Regions from separate parts of the Mus musculus genome. Here region 2 is linked to region 1. Evidence: chromatin contacts called from public Hi-C data. All regions are on one chromosome and are shown on one strand. Each heading gives the region's core, a stretch centred on a gene start, on an enhancer-like site or on the middle of the called end of the contact. The rest is flanking DNA. Distances are from core to core; before and after follow the strand shown. Region 1 has its middle 18 kb from the start of Nhsl1. Region 2 overlaps Nhsl1 (NHS-like 1).

Region 1 (4,383 bases), core at 1,109-3,608:
TGAGAATTTGTAGACCACAATCAACCAAAGGACAGGTAACAGGCTATTAGTACCGGATCTCCAAGGAGTAAAGGCACTGGTAGTTAATACCACCCTGTTAATGGCTCAAGGTGAATGGATAAAGAGACCGAAGCACGGAAGCCTTCAGATACCATTTAACTGACCGTGACCCTGAAACCAAGAAGTAATATTTAAACATTTAGTCTTATATCCAGATAGCATTTGGAGGCATGATTATTATCATGAGAAATTAAAACAAATTAGTATATAACCTTTAAGAAAACAGTAAAGCCAGGCAGTGGTGACGCACGCCTTTGATCCCAGCCCTTGAGAGGCAGAGGCAGGCGGATTTCTGAGTTCGAGGCCAGCCTGGTCTACAGAGTGAGTTTCAGGACATCCAGGGCTACACAGAGAAACCTTGTCTCGAAAAATCAAGAAAAAAAAATTTTTAAAGAAAGAAAACAGTAAAACCCTCTGTTAAAACATAAAACAAAGTAAGCTAAGGACATAACATGGTTGGTAGAATTCTGTGCAGCATGCACAAGTCCCTGGGTTCAGTCCCCAGTACCCCGTAAACAGGACCAAAAACTGGGCATGGTGGTACATGCCTGTGATCCCAACACTCTGCAGGCAGACACAGATCAGAGCCTACCAGTGACTACTTGACGGGCTTGCTGCAGCCCGTGACACATAAGACACTGTCTCAAAACTCAACCAGATGACCACCTTTTAAAAAATGACATAGGTAACTTAGAAATAGGCCTGTCAATCTATCCTGAGAGAAAGAAATAACTGAATGGTAACTGTAGCACCCAAGGAACTCCTTAATATCAGCACTGTAGAAACACATAGGCAGCGCTAAACATGGGGCGGGGCAGGCAGGCAGATAACACGGATGTTTTAGTAGGCTGCTCTGAACATTTTCTAAATACACTACAGCGTATAAAGCAAGAGAGCAAGGAGCTGTTTCCTTTCCACGAGTTTTGGAGAAAAGCTTTTGCCTCCAGACAATCATGAGCCTTTCTCTGGAAGCCCCGGCACTCATGCTGCGAGAGACAGAGGCCAAAGGTCCCCAGTGGCCCCCACTTTCGCTACCAATGGATGCGCACTGCGTGTTGTCTTCTCCATGGGCTTCTCTAGCCAAATCCCTCGCTCCATTTAAGCAGCTTGGTTCAAATTGTAAAACTTAAAAGTTTCACTTACCAGATGCCTAGATAAATCTCATCTGGAGGCCTTTAGAACAAAGCCACCGTGAGTGACATCCAGCCTGGCTGAGTCTTGAGGGTGATGTGAATCCTCCGGACAGGCGATGCACGCCCGAGACTGCACAGAAGAGACTGGGCCGCTGTCCTCAGATGTGGGTAGTAGCCTAGCGCTGTAAGCCAGGAGCCCTCTCCTTGCTATGATCCAAGGTCTTTCTTCCTACCAGGCTTCAGATCTGGCTCTGAAGTTAGCACGCGTGCGCGCGCACACACACACACACACACACACACACCTTGATACACAGTTCAAGCACATCCGTGAGTCATGCTTCCACTTCCTCTCAGGGTTCCCAGTGGTCCTCGGTGGCACAGAGTTCATTCATTCACAACAGTGCGCGCTCAGTCACACGGAATACTCACACACTAAACTCCAGCCCTTAGCACTTTAAAAGTATTTCCTTTCAACCTCCTGTAAAACCACCGCCTCACTTTCATTAGCAGATGAGAACTTCATCCCAGCAGACGGGCTCCCCAGGCACAATTCACACACATTATACTTCATAGGGCCTTTTCAATATTTACTTGCTGGTAGTGTTCTTCCTTTCAGGTCACAGATTATAGTGTTTAGCAACACGAAGAAGGAGGGGGTAGAGTTATGAATTAGTAAACTGCCGGGGCTTCCACTTGTCAATTCATTCCCACCTCGGAGGGGATTTGGACCCAGAGCTTCAACTCTCGGGAATTACCTTCAGGAAATGACTGAATCAAAAAGGGAATTGGCCAATTTTCTCCCAAAACAGGGAGTTATGGGGAAACTCCTCAGCTGTAGGCAAAGAGAGAGAAGTCTCTTCCTATGCAAATAAGTTTTGTTTCCCTCAGAGCGAGTTTGGTAAGGATTGCCAGGCCCTTCCCACCCTTTGATATGCTGATCTCGGGCTTCTAAACATGAGGGGGGTTATTTGATCACATTAATTATTGGGGGGGGGGTGGAGAAAGTGGGTGCTGCAAGGGAGGGGTGACACAAAGACTTCTCTAAATTGCCAGTTTGTTTGGTCTTTCATGGCACGCAACAATCAGATTCCTATTCACAGCTATTTCAGAGCTGGCTGGGAGACCATCAAAGTGTTTGGGAGGATGGAGCTAAACAGAGCCAAAACCCTGACAGCTTCACTTTCCGTGGCCAACTCGGATGCCAGCTCCCCGGACTTCTCAATCTCCCTGGCCCTGAGGGGGGAAAAGTCCTTTCTTACCTCTTCTGAGGAGCAAGGTGGGACACTGGCACATTTTCCTTGAATGCTTTGATCCTAGGGTGCTAGTCTGTGTTGGTATTTGTAAACCACGGCCATGCATAGTTACCTCAGGAGCTTGTAACTCTACAGATGTGTGGGCCCAATGCCAAGTGCTTGGAATCCTAAGGAGCGGCAGCCAGAGCTGAAAGCACCTCTCCGCGGAAGATGAAGACAATAGACAGTAATTGTTAGGGAAGTACAGCAATGGAGCCCACCCATCAACAAAGGAAAGACTATATGGAGGGGTTGGGACGCGTCCCCAAGCTGCCAGGCAAGCCCTGTAAGTCACAGATGGCCTTTCTCAGAGGAGAAATCAGAGGACTTCACTCAACACAGGACCCTGGTCAGATGCAGACAGCTGCCACTAGGTGGCTACTTACACTAGAGCTAAGTCCTTGTGCACCTACCCACCAATTCAACATTTCTTGAGCCTTGGGAAGTAAACTTAGAAAGTCCTAACTTCACAAAGTAAAAAGTTGCCCATGTGCCACACCAACTTTATCGTGGGACACAGGGCAGAGATTGCTCACAGGCTTGTAAATCTTATCTGTGCTTGCTAAACAATTATTTAAATCATTATATGTGCACATTTTTGTCAAAAAACAAACAAACAAACAAACAAACAAACAAAAAAGCCTACTAGGTTGTCACAAAAAGATGGGAATAGTTAAAAATTTAAAAATATTAAAAATTTTAAGAACCAATTTCAACAAAGTAGAATGTACTGGACTAGATTATAAAAAGAAGTTTCTCTTGTAAGGATGTTTTAATTTTCACAAGACATGGCTATACATACAAATAGAGTAAAAGTGGTCCTGTACAAAGACAGGGCAGGGCTGAGGGACTGTTGAGGGGGAGGGGGAGGTACCCTGATTAGAAAAATAGAAAGTGAGGCTGGAGAGATGGCTCTGAGGTTGAGAGCACTGACTGCTTTTCCAGAGGTCCTGAGTTCAATTCCCAGTAAGATGGTGGCTCACAACCATCTGCAATGAGATCTGATGTCCTCTTCTGATGTGTCTAAAGAGAGCTACAGTACACTTATACACATAAAATAAATAAATCTTTAAAAGAAAGAAGGAAGGGAAGGGAAGTGGAAGGGAAGGGGGGAAGGGAAGGGAAGGGAAGGGAAGGGAAGGGAAGGGAAGGGAAGGGAAGGGAAGGGAAGGGAAGGGAAGGAAAGAGAGAAAGAGAGAAAGAGAGAAAGAGAGAAAGAGAGGAAGAGAGAAAGAGAGAGAGAAAGAAAATGAGGGGCCCAGAGTCTGGTAAAGCTCTTGGTTGCTCCTGGCTCCATCTTTGCATGTGTGTTACAGGATCTAGATACTATAGTCACCATCCTCCACAATGTTGGTAGCTATCTGAAACCGTAGCGGGTACTGAGCCCATGTAATCCCCTAGACACATATACCTATGGCAAAATTTAATCTATGAACAATGCCCAGTAATAGATCAAAAGTGATAAAAGAGTAACAGCAAAGTATACTAAAAAAAGAAATAAAGCAGTTTATTCCAGTGAGGGTTTTATGAGGTTATCTCTTTTTTTCTGCTCCTCTCGTCTCTAAAAGTATTGTGTTTTGTCACCTCATTTAAGAGGATCTCTTTATAGTTTCATTCGTGTATATTGGCATCAATATTCTTGCACTTTGGAGCCATTCTTATGTAAAATAAAACTGGTTTAAACGCAAGCAATATACAATTAAACTGATAATCGAAGTGGCTGCTAAGTGGCTGGCAGGTAGTATATAAAATACACACTGGACCAACAGATCGTTGTGCTCAAACCACAAAGTAGTGCAGACTACTGAGCAGAGTGCAATGAAAAACTTATCCTTCAAGTTTTCTGTTAGGGATTTTGAGGCTCCAGTTTGCATCATAAAACTGCCATTGTGGAAATG
Region 2 (4,387 bases), core at 1,088-3,587, 94 kb before region 1:
ACTTACATATAATAAATAAATAAACCTTAAAAAAAAAAAAAAAAAAAAAAGAAATTATTTTAAGGGGGAAGGGTAGCGAGATTGCCTGTGCATAAAATACACACGCGCACACAGAATTTTTAAAGGTCCCAAAAGGAGAGAGATGAGCTTACATCATCATTCAGTAATTTAGCAAGAAGACAGGACAAAGATGAATTAGGCTGACAAGCTACAGGTCAGTATGGGAAGACGAACGTTGTATCTCATATTTACTTTTATCTGTTCTGTTTCAAAAAAATTGTTAAGATGTCCTTTAAATGTGTGATAGTCTTGACCTGAATTTGAATATCCCAGTTCAACTCCAAACTCAGGGGCAGCTTCCTGAAGGCTATTACCATGCCTTACCTGGAAACTGTTCACCCCTGTTTCCCTATCTACAAACTTTGAACACAGAGCTTAATGGAGCAACAATGAGTCAGATTATATGACTCTTAAGTTTCGATTTCTCCAGTGGCTTCCCGTGTTCTAAATGGAAATGTCAAAGTCTTCCTAAGATGTCTAAGCCCTAAGTGAACTCGCTCAGTTGTAGGTATGTAGCAAGTACTGAGCAAGTTATAAAGATTTCCTGTATTCTCCTGGTAGTGAACCCTTAAAAGGATAGCAGATGGAACTAGAGGTGCCCACCCCATTGTTTATTACACATTATCCTTGGTCAGACTTTCTACCCTAGTTTACCCCAGGCATATGGCCTGTGTGTCTAGTTGGTAGTCTGTAGATCATCAGTGTCTCAGGACACTGTACACTTCAGGGGTAGGAGGAGGATCAATATGGAATTTAATAACCTTCCAGTAAGTTGGCCCTTTCAAAGCTTATAGTTGTAGAAGAGCAGAGCAAGAATAGGTGGGATGGGGTAATGAGACTCCGTGCTTGGTCAGGTCATCTACCAAGAGGAATGGAGTCTCAGAATTTCAGTTAGACTGTTATGGTTTGTAAGTGAAATGTCCCCCAGAGACATATATTAAAGGACTAGTCCCCAGACAAGGCTCTGAAGTGGTGCTTTTGGAAAATGACAGGCTCATAGGGGCTCTGCCTTAACCAAAGGAGGATAATCCATTGATGGGTTCATCATTGAATGGACTATTTTGGTGGTAGAAATTGTGAAATATGGGGTCTGACTGGACTCCTCCAGGAAACTAGAGATAACCTTCTGGAGGGTACAGTTTGTTTCCTAGCCTCTTTCTTTCTCCCTGTTTCTCTCAACTGTGAGGTGAGCAGCCTACTCCAAATGCCCTGTCACCAAAATGCTCTGGCTTACGATTGGCCTAGGGGAAAAAATGCAGTTATCCAACCAAGACCTGAGCCCTCTGAAATGCTGGGCTAAAATAAATCTTCTCCTTCCTAAGTCCTCTACATCATGCAATTTGTCACAGTGATAAAAAACCACACACCAACCACCCAGGAGCTAAGATTAAACAGCTGGCTGCATCATGGGTAAATCCCAGAAGCCTCTGGCTAGCCAGATCAGACAGGTGTCCAAGGGAAAACCACGCTTCCAGAGAAAACATCAGTCAAGTTTAAGAGAAGAATAAGGCTGAGAAAGAGAGAATGACAGACTGCCACACTTGTTTTCCATAGCTCTTTCTGCTACGGGAAACAAGCTAAAACATATTTCTACTTAATTCCATACAACTTTTCATTTCAATTTATACAGTGTATTCAACAAAATACAGCTTGCTGGTCATCATTCAACAGTCAAATGAAAGTCAACTTGCTGACTCCTGTGTTAGCACACACTGTTTATCCTGTGTGCTGGGACCAAGGTCACCCTCCCTGACATTAACCACCACAGGCAACTTCAGGAACACAAGTAATTTTATACACATGCATACTTATATATGTATGTATGTATGTATGTGTGTATGTATGTATGTATGCATACACAAATATCCTTATGCAATTTTAAATTCAGATATATGAGAAAATACATGGCAGTAAAGCTTTAGAAAGCTTTAAAGCCATTTTATTAATATCTCCCTATAGAGTTAATGAGGCAGGCAAGGGACTTTAGTAAGAAAATACCAATACCTAAGCCACTAGATTAATTCTCCGCATTTTTTTAAAAACACACCATCATGAGCATTACTATTAAAATGTCATTTACCATTGCAGAAAGCCAAATTTTACAGCCTCTTCTCATTGCATCTCCAAATTAATTTAACAAGGCTTCCAGAATGGAATCTGGTTGAAATGAGGGTGGAAAGCTTCTGGCTGGCACCCAAGATGAGTGTGAGGGAGTGTGTGAAAGCCAGGAGTCCTAGCCAAGCACAGCCAGAAAAACCACAGTGAAGGAGATCTCCTTTCACATTCATTTCACGTTTGAATCAGGACAGCTATCTCAGTGGCTGAGGACCATCGGCAGAGGACTCAATATCAAGTAGCCCACAGGGATTCTCTGCCAATCCCAGACACTGGGGCTGTATGGGGAGCCGGGGCAGACCTTATCTAGGGACCTTCAATGTAGCATTTTTCTGCCACACTGACTGAAGCAAAGGAGCCACTCAGGTTTCTTTATCAGGAGTAAAGGCAGAACTGCTGAGACAGCAGACTGGCTGTGGACAAAAACAAAACAAAAAGCCTTTGTTTAGACAATCCATGGTGCTTTGTTCAGACCCGGATCATCTGAAGGTCCATCTTTTGTATGTTAGTAACCATCAAAAATGGGGGAAGGGAGCCCTCTTTACTACTGAAAGCAATGATGGCTTACATTCCCCTACAACTGACTTCTCTCTCACAGGCTGCACCAAGGAAAGCACCCGTCAGGGTCACTGTGTATGAAGTAGTCACTACGAGACATCAAGTCCAACGGGAGGCATTAAGCAGCGTAGTTTGTCCACAATTTCCACTCTGTTAGCCCCATATCTCTGACTTTGCTCCTCTCTATTTTTTTTTAATAAGGGATTTAAGCCCTTATTTCAAGTCAAACATTTTTCCCTAAAGATAAAAATTCTGTGTTTAATGAGTGCCAAACACTAAAAAAGAGAAGTGGCTTCAATTGCATCATTGTGACTTTTAAAAAGTCAACCTAACTCAAAGTATACGCACCAAACACAGATTAGCAGCTGAAGTCATCTTTCTCACCAAACGGCTAATTAATACAGTGGAGCCATATTTCCACCAAGCCTCCAGCACCTCTCTTTTAAGGGAACCACATGGTATTTGATTCCACTACAAGCCACTGTTCTCCAATTCCCTAGGAAGACACAGGTCACACCACTGGAGCTGTACATTGTTCCCAAATCTACTGCCTTTCAACTGCTTCTTTCAAAGGTTACCAATGGCTTCCAAGTAACCCATCCAACAGCCTCAAACTCTTCCTGCCCAGGAGCACCAGGATGGCCATCCCCCAACACCCTTCCCCCACCCCATCCCATGGCTTCCTCCTTCCACAGTTGCTCTCTTGCACCTTTTATGGCTGCAGCCCTTTAAAAATATAAAATAATTTATGTTTGCAGGATTACCTGAAATCCACCCCCCAGTCTCCTTCATTTCACTCTTGCTACCACAACCTTCTAGTTGTTGGCTCTGACTCTGCGCCCTGAAGTTTCAGATGACCTGGGCTTCCACAGATGGAAGAGTATTTCTAGTCTTATATGCCGGACTGTGGGCCGAGGATACCCAGGACAAAGTCCTGTTACTAAAGTTCTTGGTTTAGGGGGTGAATACACGTGGAAGCATAATTATGTTTAAAGCTGTTTGCTGTTCTGTGGGAATGTGTGGAAGGGCAGAGAAGATTTGGATACCCATGGGACTATCAAGGAGGTGCAGTGGGAAGTGGCCAGGTAAGAGGTCATGGATCGGAAGGGCAAAGATTGGATTGGAAGGCACAGTTGGGGGTGGGGGCAAACTAGCATTCTAGTTCAAGAACCTTGTCAAACTTCCCCATAAAAATGGTAAGGTAGGGGGAGTGGGTGGGGGAGTGGGTGGGGGACTTTTGGGATAGCATTGGAAATGTAAATGAAATAAATATCCAATAAAAAAAAAAGAAAGAAAAAAATGGTAAGGTAAAGACATACAAGAGGACAAACAGGTGATTTCGTGCAGTGACATAGACAGCAGGGGTCACTTCACACGGGTTGTGGTATTAAAGGTCTGAACAAGAGCTAGAAGAGAATTTCAAACGAAGCAGAGAAATGATTAAGCTTATGTTTCAAAGCCTAAGCCCAAGGGTAGGGTGAGGCTCAGAAACGCCACCCTCAACTTCGTACCAGTTATTCCTACCGTCTTATCGCTCCGCCTGGTTTAAGCTGCTGGAAGAAAACAAGTTATTCATCTTTGGCTCTATTACAGTATTCAGCCCGGTGACTCACTTGCAATACTTGGCCTAGAAAAGAAATTTATGAGAACAGAA

The links. Hi-C and Micro-C count contacts between places; a contact is called where the count stands out from the background.
Region 2: a Hi-C map of cerebral cortex shows a contact between it and region 1, with 2.5 times the contacts expected there. The contact joins two enhancer-like sites. A contact is called at or near these places in 4 of 484 Hi-C or Micro-C datasets (the C2C12 cell line, the HL-1 cell line, cerebellar granule neurons and 1 more), 2 of 115 datasets of contacts at active chromatin or transcription factors (embryonic stem cells and intestinal crypt epithelium) and 3 of 9 other capture datasets (adipose tissue, liver and pancreatic islet).

Annotation. Positions count from the first base shown.
Region 1 is chr10:18,387,331-18,391,713 of GRCm38.p6, reverse strand. It overlaps a transcript of Nhsl1 not described here. Among named protein-coding and RNA genes, the nearest start is that of Nhsl1, 18 kb to the left of the region's middle. Within about 2 kb of position 2,358, at least 49 of the 459 cell types and tissues checked have an H3K27ac peak or open chromatin away from gene starts, as enhancers often do. A contact at or near this core is called in cerebral cortex, where this site is marked.
Region 2 is chr10:18,480,956-18,485,342 of GRCm38.p6, reverse strand. The region is part of intron 2 of Nhsl1 (NHS-like 1); the gene reads right to left. Among named protein-coding and RNA genes, the nearest start is that of Hebp2, 63 kb to the left of the region's middle. Within about 2 kb of position 2,337, at least 78 of the 459 cell types and tissues checked have an H3K27ac peak or open chromatin away from gene starts, as enhancers often do. A contact at or near this core is called in cerebral cortex, where this site is marked.